Regions from separate parts of the Mus musculus genome. Here all the other regions are linked to region 1. Evidence: chromatin contacts called from public Hi-C data. All regions are on one chromosome and are shown on one strand. The core of a region is the stretch at or near the end of the contact, and the rest is flanking DNA. Distances in the headings are between cores, read along the strand shown.

Region 1 (2,883 bases), core at 183-2,682:
TTCTCCAGGTGGCCCCTGATAGCCTTGCGCATCATGGTGTTCTTGCCCATCAGCACCACGGCCTTCCCTCGGAGCGACATGCGGATCTGCTGCATCTGCTTGGAGCCCACGTTGTCTGCTCCCACAATGAAGCATTTTGGATAATCATCCAAAAGTTGCTATGAAGGAAGCCAGGAAAAACTACATTGAGAGGAAAACAAACAAAAAATACCCAGCAAAACCCGAAACCCTGCTACCTCTACCTCCCCATTGCTTCACCCTAGGTGTGACACTTCTCGCTAGGAGCCAGCCACCCGAGCCCAACGTCTGTCTTTATCTGATCCAGCTTCCTTGCTGGTTACGAGTATCACAAAATTACTGTCACAGCCAAAAATTAACTTTTAGCTGGGTGTGGTGCCACACCTGTAAAGACAGGTAAGGCTTAATTGCTAATCCGAGGCCAGCCAGAGCTATAGGGGGAAGACTTGCCTCAAGTAAATCTTAAGCTTTACTTTTTAAATAAGGCGTGCCTGGGTGACCAAAGTGACTCTGATCAGGGAAGAGACAGACTTAAAAAGCACAGAAAACAAATTATAGAGAGGTCGGGGGATCTTAGGTTGTGAAATATAAAAGGTACTACCAGACCCAAAAATCTTTGTCTCTGTCTCGGAAAAAAAAAAGAAAAGTTAACTAAAACAGACTGGTACCTACAAAGTCTGGTAGCTCTGGTTCAAAGCCACCTCAAAGGCCTTTTGTAATTAAGTCACTCAACAGCAGCCTGACTGGCAGGTCTCAGATGGGCAACAAGATGAATCACTCCAGTCTCAGCCCTTTGCACAAACGCGAAGGGCTCGACGAGATGAAAAACTGGGTGAGCGAGCTAGTTCTGGAACGCGGGGGGGGGGGGGGGAGATCCCAAGACTACAGAACTTCCCCAGGATGCCCAAACTCTGTTAAAGCGCGTGGCCAACGACCGCCCCGGGAAGACCCGGAGGCGGAAGCCGCGCGTCCCCGGCCCGCTCCACACTTACGATGATCTTGAGGAAGTAGTTGGACTTCCAGGTCGCCCTGTCTTCCCTGGGCATCACGGCGGTGCGTCAGGGATTGCCACGCGGGGTTTAAAGACGATGTCACTGGGGAGAGAGAGGGGGCAGCTTGAGCCCGGTAACCCCAACACCGGCCCCGATCCCAGGCCTAGGCCAAGCCGGCCACGCCAGAGCTGGGCCCCGGGCTGCGGCCGCCAGCAGCGCGGGCGATCCGACAAGCCAGGCGGTAGACCGGACGGGCAGAGCCCGGCCGCGATCCTTCCCGAGCCCATCGCTCCCACCCGCAACGTCCCCGCGCTCTTGCCGCCCTCCCACAACAAAACAACCCCCCAACCTCCAACGAGGACGCCTGGCGAGAGACGGGCCGCATGCCCGCGTGTGCCTTTTATAGGAGAACCAGGCGGTCCTCGAAACCCGAAGACGACGTCGTCCATGCCTATTGGCTGGTTCCATCGACTGTCCTGCCTCACTCAATAAACATGCGCGTCTATTGGCTGAGACCGCTGCCACTCCAGCAAGTCGGGAAAGTAAAGACAGCACCCGGCCGCAGGAGGCGCGCTTTCAGACCTGCTGCCCTCTGCTGGGTCGGAGCCGCCCTGCAGCGTCACCGAGTCAGTACAGCAAAACAACTTTCTGCGAAACCCTAGCTGATGCTCTAGTCTCCTCTTGTTCTTCCATTCTTTTTTCTTTCTTTTAATTTATTTATTTTTTATTTTTTTAGGTTTTTCTGTATATCCTGGCTGTCCTGGAACTCACTTTGTAGACCAGGCTGGCCTCAAACTCAGAAATCTGCCTGCCTCTGCCTCCCAAGTGCTGGGATTAAAGGCGTGCGCCACCACTGCCCGTTTTGTTCTTCCTTTCAAAACCTACATCTTCACCCGCACAAAGTTAATCAAAGATTGCCGTTTTCTCTGAGTAAACGCCTAAAACGTAGACTATTCTCAAGGTCCCACACGACTGTTTCCACTGTCGCAATCTGTTTTCTTGCTTTCCTACTGATGTGTTTGCCTCTCGCCTGATCCCTTTGCCCTTTTATCCCCTTCAAGAGTATGCCTTTTTTTTTTTTTGGTTTTGGTTTTGGTTTTTCGAGACAGGGTTTCTCTGTATAGCCCTGGATGTCCTGGAACTCACTTTGTAGACCAGGCTGGCCTTGAACTCAGAAATCCGCCTGCCTCTGCCTCCCAAGTGCTGGGATTAAAGGTGTGCGCCACCACCACCGGCTTCACAGCTTTTTGAATGGTGCTGGCCAGCTTCGGTCAGAGAAACTCACCTCCCCCACATCTTGCTGCAAATGCTATCTACTCAAGGAGACCTGCCCTGATTCTTGATTTCAAATTTTAAGGGCGGGGGCAAAACCAAACCTACTCTCCCTTACTCTCCCACCTTCTCCTGCAGCACTTACACCATCTAACTCGCTGTATAATTCACCACATTCTGCTTGTCAGCCTCTCCCTGCAGGAAGGTAAGCTCCACAGGGCAGAGATTTTATTCTGTGCCTGCCAGACAGTGGGCAGATAAGTATTTGTTGAGCAGGCAAAACGCAGGGCATGCGGCCAGATGAGACCCGGATCCATAACTTTGTTCTGCCGCTTGCTGTGTTGTCTTAAAAAGCACTTCCACTTTATTGACCGTTTGCTTTCCCTTCCAGGGATACGGGAGAAAATCGATACATAAAACTAGCTTCTTCACATATATATATATATATATATATATATATATATAATATATATATATATATATAATATATATATATATATATACACATTATATATATACACACACAGTCGTTCAACATTATTTGGATAATTGTTTTACTGAGACAGTCTCACTCCTGCCTTGTTTTTAATTGCTGAGCCAT
Region 2 (2,883 bases), core at 118-2,617, 1.2 Mb after region 1:
AAAATAAACACAAGTTGCTGAGCGACTTTCTTTTATGGTAGAAGTCGCTAGTTTCCCAGGCCTAAGGGCCACCATCTAAGTGTAGACCATGTAACAGACATTGTAGATCTATTTAACTAGGCCTCCCTTTGGAAGCCTATCCTGTGAGGCTACAACACCCCAATTTTAAAAGCCTAAGATAAGACAACAGCTCTTAAAGAAACCATTAATAAGCCAAACTATTGCTCTTAGACAGCTACAGCCTATCCAGATGGGGAAACGAAATGCAGAGGGCACATAACTCGCCAGTGTCCTCACCCACCGTCCCTGACTTTGAATTCCCAAAGGAATTACTTATCGGCAAGTCAAAAAGGCAAGGTTCAGGAATCACACACACAGAAAGGCACCACAAAGAGAAGTTGAGAATGCCAGGCACCCTGTGAGGCTAGCTAGGCTTAAGTCAAAATACGATCCAGTTTTTCCAGCTTTTGATCAAGAGCCGTCAGGAACCACACTAAAACGTATTCTAAAATAATCTCCGTAAAACAATCTAATTACTCTATTTACAGAGGAGGAAACTGAGGGTCAGAGATGGGACTAGATTCACCCAAGGTCACACAGCGAGCGACAGCACTGGGCTCGAATTCCACTTGGGGTGATCCGGAGGCCCGACGCCTCTCACAGGCACCGACATCAACAACCACAAGAACAAGTCCGTCTCGCCCACAATCAGTTGGCTGGCAAGGCCAGTCGCCTCGGCACGGAAATCAATGGAAGGGGGACAAGGAGATCCCCGAAGCCCGCAAGCCAGTCCCTCCTCCGACTTCACTCAAACCAAGACTCGGCCCCCCAGATAGCCTCCCTCCGTCCCTGGCCCCGCCGCCCAGAGAAGCGCCCATCCTGTCCCCACTCGCTACCCGCAGTCCGGAGATCTTTATCCGTTCGAGGCCCCGCACTCGGGGTCCGGGCCGCAGCGACCGCCGCCTTAGCCCGATCCCCCCGAGGTCCGCCAGCCCCGGGGCAGCGGCCGAAGCCCGGCCGCCATCTTGCCCCGGGTGTTGTGCTCCGAACACCTCTTGGGAAGCAAGCAATTATTCAGTTCCGGGAAACAACAGTTCCGCACTGCTTCTTTGCCCATGGAGGAGGTGAGGACTCCTTTCCTCTTGTCATCTTCTTTAGCAGACGGAAAGGAGAAACAAACATCCAGAAGTGGGACTAAACGCCTGACTCGGCCAAGGGGAGGCGGGAACGGTTGATAAAAAGAGTTCCCCCCATCTAGGGCTTACGGGGGTGGGGGGTGGGGGGGAACGCTTTAAGAAGAGTCCCTCTGCGGGGCGGAAGTGGGGTGTGGACGGACGCCGGAAGTGCCCGCCCCGGCCCCGCCTCCGCCCCCTGCATTGAGCGAGCTGGGTGTTTCCTGCCTCTCAGTCCGGATTTGGAGACTCCGGCGTCCTCCGACTTTTCATGGTGAGGGCGGTGGCCGCCGTCGGGGAGCTTCGGGGCGGGCGAGGGTGGCGACGAGGCTGAGCGGGAGCGGTGGGGCGCTGAGTAGCGCGTGCGGGCGAGGTCCGGAGCGGGGGAAGGGCTTCAAATGAAAGGAGCCGTGGTCGGGGTGGTGGTGGTGGGGATCTGCGAAGGGGCGGCTGGTCCTGCGGGCGGTGGTGGCGCTGGGCGGCGAGCCTGGAGTGCTGATGGGCGATGGGACGTGGGAGATCGTCGGGACAAAGAGACGGCGGCGGAGGCATCGAGACCGACGCTCGGGGTGGGGAACGAACGAGGGTTCGAGGGCGTGTGGAGAGGGGCGAGCGTGTACCCTTGGAATCGAGCAAAGTCTGGCCTCTGGGAGGCTGTGCCTTGAGTAAGGTGGGGTTCCAGGCAAGAGAGGGAGGGGGCGTCTCTGAACCCACAAGTCTGGAGCGAGATGACTGGTAACAGTAATTCTAAGGAGACATGTCTGAGGTCGGGGTACCCTGACCACAGAGTCTGGCCTCAAGTGGCACCTGGATACCTACCTAATCACTTCCCTTGAGGCCCTAGGTGACCACACCTCGGGAGTCCCAGGATGTCAGCTGTTGCTGTCTGCGTTATGGGATGGTTTCGGTTTACTTGAGATTCTCTAGGGTCTGTCCCTTGAATGGTTCTTTGTCCTTGGGTGGGGATGGGGGGCGGGTGGACTATTAACCCAGGTCTTCTTTGTCTGCCACTCACTCACAAGATCAGTCCCAAACTGAAGACAGATGACTCGGCCTGTGTCTGGCTTTGGTCAAGCTCTATTTGGTATAAAACAAGAGACACACACATTGGTAGAAGGCGGCCAGCAGCACCGGTAGACCACCAACTGGTCCCCTGGGGCTAACCTGGGAACTAGTTAACAACAGGATAGTCTGGGCTCACCGATGTATTTTTACAGTCTCTGTGTGTCACTAAGGATTTGGGCTGTGAAATGGAGGGCGTTTGAAACCAGATTCTAATACCTAGCTTCCCTAGTAAGCAGGATTGACAACATCCTCATTGAGACTGTTTGGAGAAGTTCTCAAAAGCAGGAGAACTGGGGGGGGGGGGGTGACTATCCTAGAAAAAAGTGTGGGGCTTTAGTTTTTGGCCTCCTTTAACTTCGTTTGCTTCACGCAGTAGCCCTGTAGCAGAGACCTCAGGTTAGTTTAGCCTCCTTGCATAATACCCCTTAAGCAACCCGCCCGGAAGAGCTCCCTTCAGATCTCCAAGGCTACTAGATAAACAGATTGTCTAATCCTCCTTTGTATCGGAATCACCTGAAAGAGCCTTTTAATCCCAAATTGCAGGCAGCAGCACTCCTTGCTGGCCTGGGGTCTCCGCCCAGGCAGGCAGGCAGGCAGGCAGGCAGGCAGGCAGGCAGGCAGGCAGGCAGGCAGGCAGGCAGGCAGG
Region 3 (2,883 bases), core at 184-2,683, 1.1 Mb after region 1:
GCCTTTCTTTTACCGTCTTCCAATCCAGGGTCTGAGAGACATGGTACCCCATCGTTCAAGTCCCTGGGAACTTTTTTTGGTTTGTTTGTTTTTTCGAGACAGGGTTTCTCTGTGTAGCCCTGGCTGTTCTGGAACTCACTCTGTAGACCAGGCTGGTCTCAAATTCAGAACTGGGATTAAAGGCATGCGCCACCACTGCCCAGCTCCCTGGGGACTTTTTACCTTGCCATGGACCACAGCGTGTTCTCCATGGAGGATGACCTTCCCCGGGGCGGACACCAGCAGGGCTTCTGACAACATGGCTTCTGAGACTTCTGCAAGGAAAGAGAGAGAGAGAGAGAGAGAGAGAGAGAGAGAGAGAGAGAGAGAGAGAAACAAAGTTCCCTAGATGTTAGTTACAAACACCAGGAAGGCTGGGCTTGGAGGTGAACATCTTTCATCCCAGCACTGTGGAGGCAGAGGCAGGTGGATCTCTGGGTGTACGAGGCAAGCCTGGTCTACAGAGTGAATTCCAGGACAGCCAGGAGCATGTAGAGAAACTCCATCCAGAACTACCATCCAGAGCTATGTTCCAGGATGACAGTGCAGTGAGCCAGTCAGGTGGACAATGGGAAAAAAAAAATCTGGGTTCAGACCACAGCTCTTCCGTCCCCAGAATGTCTTATGCCATGAATCTGTTTCCCATATATCAGATAATAGAGGCAATACTGGAGGCTGACTCAAAGGACTACCAGCAGCAAGGCCTGTCTGTCTGGCAAAGTGGCCTCTTGACTATACTGAGCTACTCGGCACTGACAGGTTCTCAGCTCCAGAGTTTATTACCACTGCTGTTGCCAGTAGAAACTGACATGAGCTCAGGCATGGACTGCTTGCCTACTCTGAGGACGGCCATGTGTTTGATGCGTGTGGGAACGCGAGGTTTAGATAAAATCTTGCAGGAGAAAGAATCCTTCCCGGACCTCAAGACCACAACCAACCTGTCACAATCACAAACGCGGCTGCCGGGACTCACCTGTTAACGCCCTGTGTTGCACGTTCAAACAAGAACTTCTGCAAGGCAAGAGTCATGTCACAGAGTGGTTTTGCTGGATTTATGGGTGCATGCATTTTTACGTTGTTATAAATAATGCAAAAATCACCCGGGTTCAAGGCTTCACTGGCCACCCCACTGCACACTAAGTAGCCCAGTCTACGGGACCCTAGTCTAGGGGAAACTGTCCGATCTGAGGTCGCCGAGCGCTCAGATCGAGGACACGAAGGCAGAGAACCGCGGCGCCCGGCCCGGGGTGTCCGGGACCCGGTCCTCACGCCGCCCATCCCGCAGCCCAGGCTTCTCACCTGCCCCGGCCAGCGCCCAAGTGAGCTGAAACCCGGGCCGCAGCTCCCGGTCTTCTCCATATCAGATGGGAGAGTTCCAAGGAGGCGGGTGTGTCTTCCTGAGGCCAATCAGAGAGCTGGAGCTAAGGGCTCCTTTACAGATTGGGTCAAACATTAACCAATGGGAACTTCAAGCAAGCCGAAATTGCCTCGCCTCTTTCTACAAGTAATCCAATGGGAATCAAGAGCTGGGGAGTGCCCCGCCCTGGTGCGAGTGCCCCAGGCCAATAGGAAACAGCGATTGAGAGGTGGCGCGGCCGGCTGCGGGGCGGAGTCATCCCCGGGCCTGGACGGGTGCCTAGCCGGGTCAGTCTTGGATGCGTTACCGTGCGCATGGCTGTGTGGCTCTTTGGGGGTCGCCTCGGCCTGCGCGGGCGTCTCAGCGCCTGCAGACTGCTGTGTCCCCGTTTCCAGAGCCGTGGCCCTCAGGGCGGGGAAGACGGGGACAGGTGAGTTTCAGGCCTGGAGAGTAACTCAACACGGAGGAGGAACGGTTGTTTCCGTGGGTACATCACACCGATGACGTGCTCTATGTGGCCTGACGTCACTGGGCTCGTCATGGCGTCAGAGGCCAGGATTTCCTCCCCAAGTTCTAACGGAGTCTAGCTGTGGTCAGTCAGGGCAGGGGCATGCTCTTGTGGGTTTTGTCCGGCCTCCCCAAGCAGTTTGTTTGGATTAGGATTAAGACACCAGGAAGACATGGTAACACTTAGAAACTTGCATAGGGACTTGCAGACTACCATGACCTCATGATCAGCGTTCCCTGTCCAGTCCTCTGACTTTGAAATAATTTTGTGAATTCACATTTTAATTTTAAGTTATGCACTGCTAGTTGAAAATGGCAGAGTCGGGGTTCATTCGCAGTCCTCAAAAAAAAAAAAATTAAGTTAAAATAGCATTTTTGAAATTCCATTTTGACAGTGTATTTTTTTTTTTCCTTGACACTGAAAAATCTTAGAAAAGTGCAAGTGGCCTAGTTTTCTTTCCCCCAGAAGTGCTAACTTCTGTGTTGGGGTTAGAAGAGACAAGAGTTTGGGGAGGGTAATGGACCAGGTCAGGCTTACAGTAGAAGGGTTTTGGGCATGAATCCCAGCCCAGTCTCTTCCTGGAGATCTAGGAAGTTGAATCTTTGTGGGCTCCAGTTTCCTCAACGGAGAAGCGTATGGCTAACTTTGGGAGTGTGGGAGAAGCTGAAGGGCAGTTCCAGGAGCTAGCGGCTTTAGCCCACTGTGGAGCTAGGGCTACATGGAGTGACCAGTTAGTCCTTCCTGCCAGTATTTGCCAAGAATCTTTATTGAGCAGTATGCTACAGCAGCTGCTGTACAGGTAGAGACAGGGACAGGAAGCTGTCAGGAAGGGGCAGCGGGGAAATGGCTGACGGGAGATTGCCATCCCAGAGGCAGAGAAGTGCTGCCCCTGAGGTTGCAGACTGAAAGCTGGGCGTCACTCCCCGAGGCGCAGCCGTTCCCACTTACCACGCCTTTGTGTCTGTTTCTCATCAGGCTG

The links. Hi-C and Micro-C count contacts between places; a contact is called where the count stands out from the background.
Region 2: a contact with region 1 is called in a Hi-C map of CD8 T cells, with 2.7 times the contacts expected there. The contact joins the promoter of Kctd10 here to the promoter of Rplp0 in region 1. A contact is called at or near these places in 4 of 39 promoter capture datasets (the 3T3-L1 cell line, cranial neural crest, liver and 1 more), 2 of 484 Hi-C or Micro-C datasets (B cells and CD8 T cells), 2 of 115 datasets of contacts at active chromatin or transcription factors (pancreatic cancer cells and thymic regulatory T cells) and 1 of 9 other capture datasets (liver).
Region 3: a Hi-C map of B cells shows a contact between it and region 1, with 9 read pairs. The contact joins the promoter of Mvk here to the promoter of Rplp0 in region 1. A contact is called at or near these places in 2 of 39 promoter capture datasets (liver and pre-B cells) and 1 of 484 Hi-C or Micro-C datasets (B cells).

Annotation. Positions count from the first base shown.
Region 1 is chr5:115,558,016-115,560,898 of GRCm38.p6, reverse strand. It overlaps Rplp0 (ribosomal protein, large, P0), which reads right to left and starts at 1,432. Exons shown (of 7, transcript NM_007475.5): 1 at 1,360-1,432; 2 at 1,011-1,112; 3 at 1-158. The coding sequence starts at 1,064.
Region 2 is chr5:114,378,989-114,381,871 of GRCm38.p6, reverse strand. Kctd10 (potassium channel tetramerisation domain containing 10) reads left to right here and starts at 1,367. Exons shown (of 7, transcript NM_026145.4): 1 at 1,367-1,446. The coding sequence starts at 1,444. It overlaps Ube3b (ubiquitin protein ligase E3B), which reads right to left and starts at 1,252. Exons shown (of 28, transcript NM_054093.3): 1 at 897-1,252.
Region 3 is chr5:114,442,819-114,445,701 of GRCm38.p6, reverse strand. It overlaps Mvk (mevalonate kinase), which reads right to left and starts at 1,433. Exons shown (of 11, transcript NM_023556.3): 1 at 1,339-1,433; 2 at 223-314. The coding sequence starts at 300. It overlaps Mmab (methylmalonic aciduria (cobalamin deficiency) cblB type homolog (human)), which reads left to right and starts at 1,675. Exons shown (of 9, transcript NM_029956.4): 1 at 1,675-1,826; 2 at 2,880-2,883. The coding sequence starts at 1,711.